Regions from separate parts of the Mus musculus genome. Here regions 2 and 3 are each linked to region 1. Evidence: chromatin contacts called from public HiChIP or PLAC-seq and promoter capture Hi-C data. All regions are on one chromosome and are shown on one strand. Each heading gives the region's core, a stretch centred on a gene start, on an enhancer-like site or on the middle of the called end of the contact. The rest is flanking DNA. Distances are from core to core; before and after follow the strand shown. Region 1 overlaps Gm30319 (a long non-coding RNA gene). Region 2 overlaps Lgr4 (leucine-rich repeat-containing G protein-coupled receptor 4). Region 3 overlaps Lgr4 (leucine-rich repeat-containing G protein-coupled receptor 4).

Region 1 (3,393 bases), core at 608-3,107:
GATTAATAAGGGCTTTCAAATATTTGGACCATTTAAAAATATTCCAGCTTTTCTCCTTCTAAAAACACAAGAGTCTTAATCTCCTTCAAGAAAAGCATGATTAACTGAGAATGGATCTATAATGGGTCACTTGCAAGTGTGAGTCTATAAACGTCATGCATAATTGTCCATGCTTGCTTTCCAAGCTCTGTCACAAGTACTGAGATTTCATCAACCTTGGGTATCATGCAGGTTCTCCAGGATTCCTGTGTTGGGAATGAGGCTTATGTGAACAATGCCCTCACTATGGTAAGCCCCTAAGCTGTTTCAGTATTACTGTTATCACCATATCCAACCTATTCTAACTCATATTAAAAATAGAAATGTCTAGATTGTTCCCTTATGGCGTCTGGTTTTATGCTAGCTTGCAAGCATCCCATGTTCATCATTTATAAGATCAGATCATTGAATCAGAAAATATCTTAAGCTTTTCCAAGTCACAAATCATATTTGTGAACCTGCCGATGATTTCCCCCGACTGCTTCAAAATGATGTTCATATTTACAAATCTGCTTTTCCATTCAGCCATCTATCCAAATGAGTTTTCAAGATGTTTATTTTTCTCATCATGGGTTCTCCTTTTTTGAAGTTCTTTTGGAGAAATTACTAGTTTTTACTAGCAAAGTAAGACTCGCAGACAAGAGCTTTGACATGTTTAGAAGCCATTCATTCTCCTATGTGTCAGGTAAAGTATCAAGCATGAAGAAGCTGTTCATATAAGGTTGGAAAAGCAGCCATGAAACATAATAATTTAGGAGGAAAAACCCTCTCTGAAATCTGGATACCTGCAGCTATAAAAGACAAAGAAAACAGCAGTGCTTATATAACTCATCAACCAATGGGCTAGAAATTACACCTAGAAATTACTTCTCACAAAGAAGGTTTTATGGAATTAGACAAATTTCTGAGAGCACCACTGAATCTTCTGCACTTCCTTGTTTTGTACACACTCATTTTCGAAACTTAAAACATTCCTCACAGAGGGCAACATACGGAATAACTAAATCTCAAGTTTTAATTCAGAGCCCTTTTTCTGTTACTGTCTTGGGAAACAAAATACAGCTGAGAACAAAGTCAGAGCCTAAAAACAAACTTTCCTTCCCTGGACTCAGATAACAGACATGTAGCCAAGTGGAATTTTACCAATCTTTCTAAAAAGAGTAACGCAGTGTGAGCCTTGCTCCCTTGGGGACTTCATGAAAATGAGATGTCTACCACTGGCGTTCTCTAAGAAAAGGCTCTGATTTAAAGGCAAATGCAGAAAATTGCAGACATCTATGAACAGCTTAAACTAAAAAGCTTGAATTTTCCCCAAAGATGATAATAAAAAAAATTAAAATTTACTTGATGCCTATGATTCATTCTTTCAGCAACATTTATTGGTTGTAAATAAAGTGCCAAGAATTGTGCTAGATTTCTTCAAATGCTTTCTCTCCTTTAGTCAAGCAAGATGTGAAGTACAGATTAATTTGTAGATTGATGATGTGCCTAGAGTCACATGATTAACAGACCTTTTATATGAGAGGTGTTTAAAAGAGCGTGCTGTGTGCTGGTATTTTCTATGCACTAAGGCGGAGCATTAGGAGCTCATGATAGGAGTACTGATTAAGGTCATTATACCATATGGACAAAAGCTTACAATTTAAACATTAATGCTCTGGAGTCAATTCTTACATGTTTGAGAAAACTAATTATACACCAGTCTTCCCAAATTTCCATTTAACATTATGTTAGTAGACTAAAATAAGTCAGCCTAGCTTCATTTTGATCTTTGATCACAATAAACAGCAAACACTACAGTGGAGTGAATGTTTGCTTTCATGTTTGTTTTCCAAGAGACTCTAGTTAAGCATTTACTAGTATGGCATTGTTTATATAACATGACTAGTAAATATGTTCCGTCCTTTAAAGTTGAAAAGTACCTTCATTATAGCCTTTATTCCAAGATTCTTTATGTTCTAGACCAAAATTTGTCAGAGTAGTGAAGGAACCATTCTTTAGATCCCAGTCCTCAGACTGAAGCCTGAAATCCTAGATTCTTCCACATCTCTTCACATTCCAGTTTCCATCACACACTAAGAAATTCAAATGAGTCCATATTTCTCTAACTTCATCTATCTAAATAACACATAAATATAGATTGGCCTTGACTATCAACTTACACACATCTACTAAAGGTGTAGCACTTCTGTGGACAGAAGAAAGGGAATGAATTCTCACAGACCAGAGAAGCATACACAAGTCTTTAGAAACCTAGTGTATCTTGTACTGTATTCTATAACATTACCTAGAGTAGAGAGGTGATGTAGACTCTGGGCCAGGTCCTTTGGTCCAACAGATTAAACCAGCCTTTCTGTCATGGTGTGATGGAATCCTGCTGAAGAACAAGGTCCATGTTACTGGTTGCGAGTGCTTAATGTAAGAACAGTGCCAAATCTGCACAAGGCCCTTGTGGAAGTCCTAGTCCACTGACAGATGACCTAGACAAACATTTCTGCATATAGAAACACTATTTTAAACATCAAATTGCCTATTTTAACCATAATATCAATACATTTTGTTCATTAGCAGGTTGCTGGGGGGTTTTTTCTCACAAAATTCTTCAAAGTTAAATGACTAAAATTTCAGAACTTGCTTATTAAGTTTTAATTCTCAAAAATAACTACTAACAGTTATTGATCACAAAGTAATTATTATTGGAAAGACTCAAAGGTGTTTCTGGTAAGTGTTACAGCTCTAAGGCTTCCCTGGTTATAGTTCTGCTCCAGGCCAGGTGGTAAAAGGTTTTCCAAAGTGTTACAGCTCTGCTCCAGCTGAGGAAGGTTTCCCCAAAGAATTACAACTCTGAAGGGTAAAGTATCCTATCAATGGGGAGCCAAGAAATACCACAAAATCATACCACACACCGAACCTCATACAAAAGACTTATTGGGAGAAAAGAACCCAGGAGGGTGGCTGCCTCTGCTTGGGCAAGAGAATAGAGCAAAAGACAGTTTATATAGGGTTTCCTGGGTGCGGGTATTTCCAGGAAAGGGATTGGTGAGATTTCAAGTTGAGAGCTTAGGGCAAATCAAGAGATTGGTGGAATTTCAAATCTTGAGCTTGGGCTTTTTACTCTATAGGATTGAGGCTTGGTCCAGCCATTAGGGCTGTGTTCTGTGAGTGCAACCTAGCAGTTGGAGGTCTTTGGGGTTGTGAGGGGCTTACACTGGCCTTTTGGCAGAACTACCTCTACCATTGTCCCAGCAGAATCCTTAGGCTATTCTGGATGGCCTTACTCTTCACTTATGTCCCCGTGACTACTGAGAACATCCCCTCTGTTTTCCTGGTTGAAGCCCTTGGATGGTGTGGTAG
Region 2 (3,393 bases), core at 389-2,888, 390 kb after region 1:
AAATCAATTGCTGCTGTGTGTGGGTCCAGAAGGACCAGGCTGGAAAAACAAGGGAAACGCATTTACCATCTATCTGGCAGCACAAGCTGTAACAGCACGAGTCAGAAAGAAGTCTCACTAGATGCTGGAGAGTTACCAGCTCTAAGAGGACACCCTCTCTGATGACCTCTCAGTTCCTGCTCTTGACTTACTCTGAGGGTTGAGTATGGTCCTGGGAAAGTTACAGAAACGGCTTTCTCACCTGTGAAAGGGAATGGGAACCAGATAAACTATCTTCTTTCCCCCCTTCTTTCTCCTCCTCACACCCTTCCTTTTTATTTTTTTCTGAGATAGTACCTTTCTATACATATACAGTCCAAGTTGCCTTGAGCTCACATCCTTCTGCCTCCGCTTCCCAAGTGCCTGAATTTATAATCCACCAGGCCCAGCTCCCAGCTCAGGTCCTCCAGTTCTTTAAAGGTGCACTGAGAGGGACTGGAATGGAAGTTCTGAAGGAAGCAAACACTAACAAAAGGATGATGATAACTTACGTAATCCAAAGCTTTAGTACAGAAAAAAAAAAAAAATCAAGACTACAAACAGGTAGATGTAAACATATGCCTGTAAGGGCATTGTCCGTGTATGCCTGCATGCTTTGTGTGTGTGTCTCTCTCTCTCTCTCTCTGTGTGTGTGTGTGTGTGTGTGTGCGCGCGCAGGGGGAGGAGGGGGGAAAGAGAAAGACACTGACTTATCTTTCTCAAGGAATGTCTTCATGTGGGAAGAGTGGAACTTATATAAAAAACGGGGCTTCACTTTCACCGCACTATGTGATCTTTCAGGCCCCTTTGTAATCCACAATCTACTTGGCTCAGGACATGTCAAGCAGTGGACCAAACAAAACCCTCTCCAGAAGTAACTCCTGCTCTACGAAATGAATGTTTCCAAATATCTAAGACAGGTGAGGGGGGTGATTCATCTCCTGCAGGACAGCACTGGAAGACAGTGGTGTAAAACTCACTCAACCAAATAACCCTGGCTTGGCTTGGCTTTTTCCTTTCCTTTCCTTTTTGGGAAGGACTGAAGTCTCTGTAGCCGCTCTGGCTTTAGTACTGCAGGTGACCTCCAGATCTGCAGGTATGAAGCCCCAGGCCTGGCTATCCTCTGATCTTATGAGTCAAGCCCAACAGGTCCTCCTGCAAAGCTGCGCCTCTCCTCCCCTGTGATGGCAGCCCTCACACAAGCACACCCCATTAGGCTTCTGGGTTTTATAAATGGTCAAGAGAACATCTATCAGAGAGTGAGTGTCATTAGGAGAGCCACGGACACCACATGGGAAACACGCGGTGACATTCGTAACGAGCAAGTTAACAGCAGGAAGATGGCAAGGATTTCTCTGAAAAGCCAGAGAGACTGCAGACCTCTTCAGGCCAATGTAATGTAAGTGAAACAAAAACAAACAAACAAACAAAAGTTAACACTTCCAGGAGAGAGAAAGAAAAGGGGGGAAAAAAAAGCACCTTTAGAATCAGCAAGCAAATGGCTCTCCAGGATGGCGCTGGCAATCACCAAAACTCTGAAATCATGACCACAGACCCTACCATGAATAGCCCTGCTGCTAAAGGAGAAAGTGTGCATAGATCCAACCGGAACTCATGAAGTCTGTAAAATATTAACAGCTTAATAAACATCAGCTCACACTATCAACAAACACAGTGCTCAAGTCAACTAAAGAGTACCAACTAAATTAATCCCAAGCTGAGTAAATGAAATGCCCCCGGGGGGCGGGGGGAAGGCTCATGGGTGATTCGCTTTTATGCTGACTTCCCTATAAAAACATCTTCCCCAGGAGAGACAGGAAATTCCAGTGAGTGAAAAGGGGCAGCTATAGGAAAGCGCCCCACCGCACACTCCGGTTTTCGTCTCCCTCAAGGCTTCGCTTTAAAGCAGCACACTGAGAGACCTGCTCCTTGAGAAACAGAAGAGTGAGTCTGCAGCAGCCGCGACCCTCTTATACCACATATACACGGTAAGAGAGGAAGTCAGTCAAAATGCCCACTCACTATCCAGTGACTGGGGCTCTCTGCTGGTGCTCAACATCAGACTTCTGCATTCCCTCAGGTTTTGTTTCCTTTAAACATTTACTAGCAGATATCTGCTGTACAAAAGAACAGACCTCATTATGATATTTTCATACACACATACACTGTACCTTACTGTACCTTGATCTTGCTCAGTCCCCCACCCCTCCCACGTCTTCCCTCTGAGGTCAAGTCTTTTGAATGCAGATAAATAAAAAGCAGGAGTTAGAGTGAGAGGGAGTGAAAATGAGAGAGGCTGATACTTCTCAAAACAAAACAAAAAAAAATCTGCTACAAATAAAAGCCTGCATCATACACATGAGTGCAAAGATGTTAACACTAGGTGCCCTAATCCAGTCAGTCTCCCACAAATACAGATGTGTAGGGGTGTTTTAGGGGCTTTAGAGAATGCTTTCTTTTCCTCTAATAACCTAAAACTTTGCGCTTTTTTTTAACACTTCTTTTGTGTGTGTGCTTGTGTACCTGTGCATGCCCTGTGCCATGGGTGTGTGCTTGTGTACCTGTGCATGCCCTGTGCCATGGCTCCCATGTGACATCCAGGGACAACTTGCAAGAAGGAGTTATTTCTCTCCCTCCTACGTGTGGGTTCCACAGATGGAACTCGGGCTGTATGTAAGGTCTGATGGCATGTGCCCTTACCACCGAGCCATCTCACCAGCCCTGACATTTTCCCCCACTCTTTACTCTTATGATAAACTATCAAACACCCAAGCAAACAGCACAGAGGAGCAAATGAGTACAGAGCGCCCGAGCATCCAAACCAACACTCACTAAGTATGGATGTTTGAGCAAATTACCTAATCCTTACAAATCTCACTTTGCTAAGCCATAAAATACGAACCCTTTAGATGGGACCTAAATGCCTATTTTAGAAATTATAGTCAGCACATAAAACATGCCTAATGCAGAAGGCAGATCCAGCAATTCCTCACCAAAACTCCATTTTTTTTTTCAAAACTCATACTTTTCAAACACAGATACCCAAACAATCCAAAGAGTTCACTGTTGGTAAAATGTTTTATAATGGTCACTTCTGCACCTGTCTTCAGGGTATCAGAGCAGTTGTCATGAATCAAAAGGATGCTACATAATTTTCTTTTAAAAGTACAAACTTCTAAACAAATTCAGTTTTTAACAAGTTTAGCTTGTTGGGTACTAAATTAACTAGGATGCAAATGGTCTGCAAAAACAAACCTTGCCACAGTTTTAAAGCATTCAGATTGAAACTTATATGCTCTTATTAATGGACACTTATCCCAAGACTCAAGGCCTATGTCCTGTTGGCAGCCTGCAGGGGGAGTGTCAGGCCTGTGG
Region 3 (3,393 bases), core at 369-2,868, 310 kb after region 1:
TTCACAAAAATACTCAAAACTTCAGTCAGACTATACCTTAGACTCCGAGGAAGTAACACAATATCCCTTAACCAAGACCTTCCATCTTGCCCAACAACATTTTTCACATCCTTACAGTCACTGTCTCTTTTTTACAAGTCTTTTTAGAATATGTTCCCTGTAGTAGTAATTGTAGCTCGCATCTCTTTCAAATCAGTTGTGAATTTTCTCTACTTTATCTTCTGGTACCAGTATTGAAATAACTACAATATGGTATTGCCTTTAATACTATTAACCAGGACAGGAAAAAACACTGTCCTGACAACTTTTAAAAAGAAAAAGGGGGTGGGGCGGGGCTTCATATTGTTTGCCTTCTCAAAGCTTAGTTGTAAGGCCCCAAGAGATGACAAATAATCACTAAGCAAACAAGAGCATTCCAAAGGGCTTCCGCTATCACTCTTCCCCAGAGCAGGAAATAAAACTATCAATGTCAGAGCTAGCCCTACTTCTCAGACACACCTTGACAAATTCTGATACCATAGCAATCATAAACCAGAGAAATAGTGTCACATTTAAACTGGTCCTTAACATTAATTAAAAGACTGGGTAAATTCCTAGCACAAACTCAAGAAATGACCAGCTTTTAGTTGTCATTTATCAGTGCTCGAAACTGGTGGTAGATAGGAACTGGTCCCTCCCCTGGAGAATGCACTCAGAGCCTTGTGACAGATACACCAAGCCACAACTCCAGCCTGTTTTATTTCTTAAAAGAGACCCACTAAAGAAAGCAGATTCATTCAATGTAATTTCTCCTGTGTCAATTTTTCAAAGATGTTTTTATATTTAAAAATTGTGTGCATTATATTTTCTGAACTTAGTCATTTCCATGTTCCCAGGCTTAATAGACTACCAGGAACAAATATGCATTCAAATATAAGTGTTTTAAATGGGTACACATGCTTCGAATGAAGCATATTTGACAAGACAGGCACTCCACAGCAGGGCTAGCAAACTTTTCTTTGTATAAAAGCCAAGGAGTAGACCTTTCACCTTCTGGATCTCATAGTTTCTTCTGCTAATGATCATTTGTACCACAGCATGAGAAACACAGCTTAAATCAACATGAGGCCTGGCCGTGTTCCCACAATGTTCATAACTATTGGAGGCAAGCTGCAGTCAGCATATGGGCTGGGGATCAGCCTACCCTTGCTCTAATGAAGCACCAAACCTCAAACTTGAAATCAACTAAGTTTCTTCTTTGAAATGATAATCATGTTATTGGCTGAGGACCAGTATCATCGATGAGCTATGACATACCAAAAGTAGTTTCTTTATGAAGTATCACAGGTAAGGGCTAAATGCTGTTTATAAAATGTCAATCATTTTTAAAGTGTTGCTAGTAACATGAAAATCGTTGTGACAGTTTTAATTATCAACTTGACACAGTATGAAATCACTTCAGCAGGGTGTCTCAGTGAGGAATTGTCTAGATGAGGTCAGCCTGTGGGTGTCTTCACAGGGGATTCCCTTGGTTCATTAATTGAGGTGTGAAGACCCATCTACTGTGGGTGGCACCATTTCCTAGGCAGAGAATCTGGGACTGTATCAAGTGGAGAAGGCTAGCCTATTGGCATTCACTGACATCTGTGTGCCCTGGACTGTGGAATGCATGCAGCCAGCCTCTTTCATTCCTTGCCCCTGGCATTCCTGCAGTAACCATAACCTGGAACTGGGAGCCAAGCCAACCCTTTCTCCCTTAAGTTGTTTTTCTCACGGTGTTTTACCACAGCAACAGTAAACCTAAAACAATCATGATATGTGAATTTAGAGCTTGACAGGTCTTTTGTCATTAGTAGTCATACACAAACTTACAGAATCCTTAGGGATGTTAGGCCTTGAAAAGTAGTTTCCTTTATCAGGGAGATTTGATTACGCTGCAATGAACTAAAAAACAAAACAAAAAACAAAAAAACAAACAAAAAAAAAAGGATGGGAGAAAAGAGGTAGGTTAGAGAAAAATTAATAAACACTTTTCTTTGTAGAAAGAAGGAAAATTATATTTTGAAAAATAATATTCTGGATTTTTTTCTAATTTTACATATTTATATGTAATACTGATCTTGTTGAAAGTAAAAACTATAATTTATCTATAAAATGAAAATGTTAAACTGATACTTCATTTGAAGTTATACTGGGAGTTAACTGGTACCCTATCTAAATTCCCACCAGTCTTACAAAGATGTGAGAGAAGAAAGATGACACAGTGAGAGAAGCTTTGAAAACAGGCATAAAATATAGCATAGGGAGGAGAGGGAAGAGCGTAGGAGGAAGGGGAGGGGAGGGAGGGAGGGGAGGGAGGAATATGGAGAGGAGTGGAAAGAGAAAGTGAAAAAGAGAGGAGAAAATAGAAAAGTATTAATATTCCTTCTCATATCGGAGCAGGCTCCACCTGAGCTTCCCTGGCTACATCATATAGGATTCTGGCATCAGATTTGTTTTCCACAGTAGCTAGAGTATATTTTTCTGTTTTCTGATATAACTACCTTTCTCTTACATCTGATAGAATGTCTAATAGCCAGAAGCCTATTTTGTTAGCAGGAAATCACAATTGTTAGAGACAGCAGGATTAGTTCTGTGTCTAAGAACATACCCTCAGATTATTGATATTACAGAGCGAACGAACTAGGAAAAAAATTTAAAATAAATTTAAAACAGTTCCATAATAGAAACATAAAGATTGGATTAACTTCATTTCAAGACACATTTCCCAGGTAATAGAAAAAAAAATCATGAAAGAAATGCTCACTGTACTAAAACATCAGATACAGGACATTTTATTTGCAGAAACATTTGACTATATGAACTTTTGATTTCTTGCAACAATTCACTATTGGTGAATTCACATCAGTGAACTAACAGTAAGCCACAAAAAAAAAAAAAAAAAGAGGTAAGTCAAAGTCAAATGGCCAACTTACATTTCTTCCAATGCACGACAACCATTAAAACTTGGAAGGTCTCTTATATCGTTATAAGATAAGTCCCTAAAAACAACAGAACAACTTATATTAAAAGTGCGATGCCTAGAAGTATTGAAAGCAACATTAAGGTCTTCCAATGAGAATAGCTAAGCAAGAAAGCAAGCTTTGGTTTCGTAGGGCTCCACCACAGAATTGAGAATTTTGAAGTTTAAGTACACAGTGTTGAGTGTAGACTATATATAATATGCTAAAATATATTAAGTTCTGCAACATATATAACTATAACAAGATGTGCATGAAGTCTTTGTTGACTAGCTACAGGTTTTTAGAAATTTTATTTTTTTCTATACATTTTATGTAATATTTTATTCTGTTCTTTAACTAAAATGCTTTGGTATGTTTTTTAGGTCATTTATATGAACTTATGCCAGAGAAG

The links. HiChIP or PLAC-seq counts read pairs in DNA pulled down with a chosen protein or histone mark. Capture Hi-C pulls out chosen DNA fragments and counts their contacts.
Region 2: an H3K27ac HiChIP or PLAC-seq map of hepatocytes shows a contact between it and region 1, with 3 times the contacts expected there. The contact joins two enhancer-like sites. A contact is called at or near these places in 5 of 39 promoter capture datasets (the C10 cell line, cranial neural crest, frontonasal cranial neural crest and 1 more), 3 of 484 Hi-C or Micro-C datasets (all in liver), 1 of 115 datasets of contacts at active chromatin or transcription factors (hepatocytes) and 2 of 9 other capture datasets (adipose tissue and pancreatic islet).
Region 3: a promoter capture Hi-C map of liver shows a contact between it and region 1. The contact joins two enhancer-like sites. A contact is called at or near these places in 1 of 39 promoter capture datasets (liver), 1 of 115 datasets of contacts at active chromatin or transcription factors (hepatocytes) and 2 of 9 other capture datasets (liver and pancreatic islet).

What each region holds. Positions count from the first base shown.
Region 1 is chr2:110,317,930-110,321,322 of GRCm38.p6, reverse strand. Gm30319 (a long non-coding RNA gene) reads right to left here. Exons shown (of 5, transcript XR_003953886.1): 2 at 2,327-2,413. Among named protein-coding and RNA genes, the nearest start is that of Bbox1, 14 kb to the right of the region's middle. Within about 2 kb of position 1,857, at least 5 of the 459 cell types and tissues checked have an H3K27ac peak or open chromatin away from gene starts, as enhancers often do. A contact at or near this core is called in hepatocytes and liver, where this site is marked.
Region 2 is chr2:109,930,971-109,934,363 of GRCm38.p6, reverse strand. All of the region lies in intron 1 of Lgr4 (leucine-rich repeat-containing G protein-coupled receptor 4), which reads right to left. Among named protein-coding and RNA genes, the nearest start is that of Lgr4, 15 kb to the right of the region's middle. Within about 2 kb of position 1,638, at least 35 of the 459 cell types and tissues checked have an H3K27ac peak or open chromatin away from gene starts, as enhancers often do. A contact at or near this core is called in hepatocytes and liver, where this site is marked.
Region 3 is chr2:110,003,081-110,006,473 of GRCm38.p6, reverse strand. It overlaps Lgr4 (leucine-rich repeat-containing G protein-coupled receptor 4), which reads right to left. Exons shown (of 18, transcript NM_172671.2): 12 at 2,955-3,020; 13 at 1,852-1,923. Among named protein-coding and RNA genes, the nearest start is that of Ccdc34, 13 kb to the left of the region's middle. Within about 2 kb of position 1,618, at least 20 of the 459 cell types and tissues checked have an H3K27ac peak or open chromatin away from gene starts, as enhancers often do. A contact at or near this core is called in hepatocytes and liver, where this site is marked.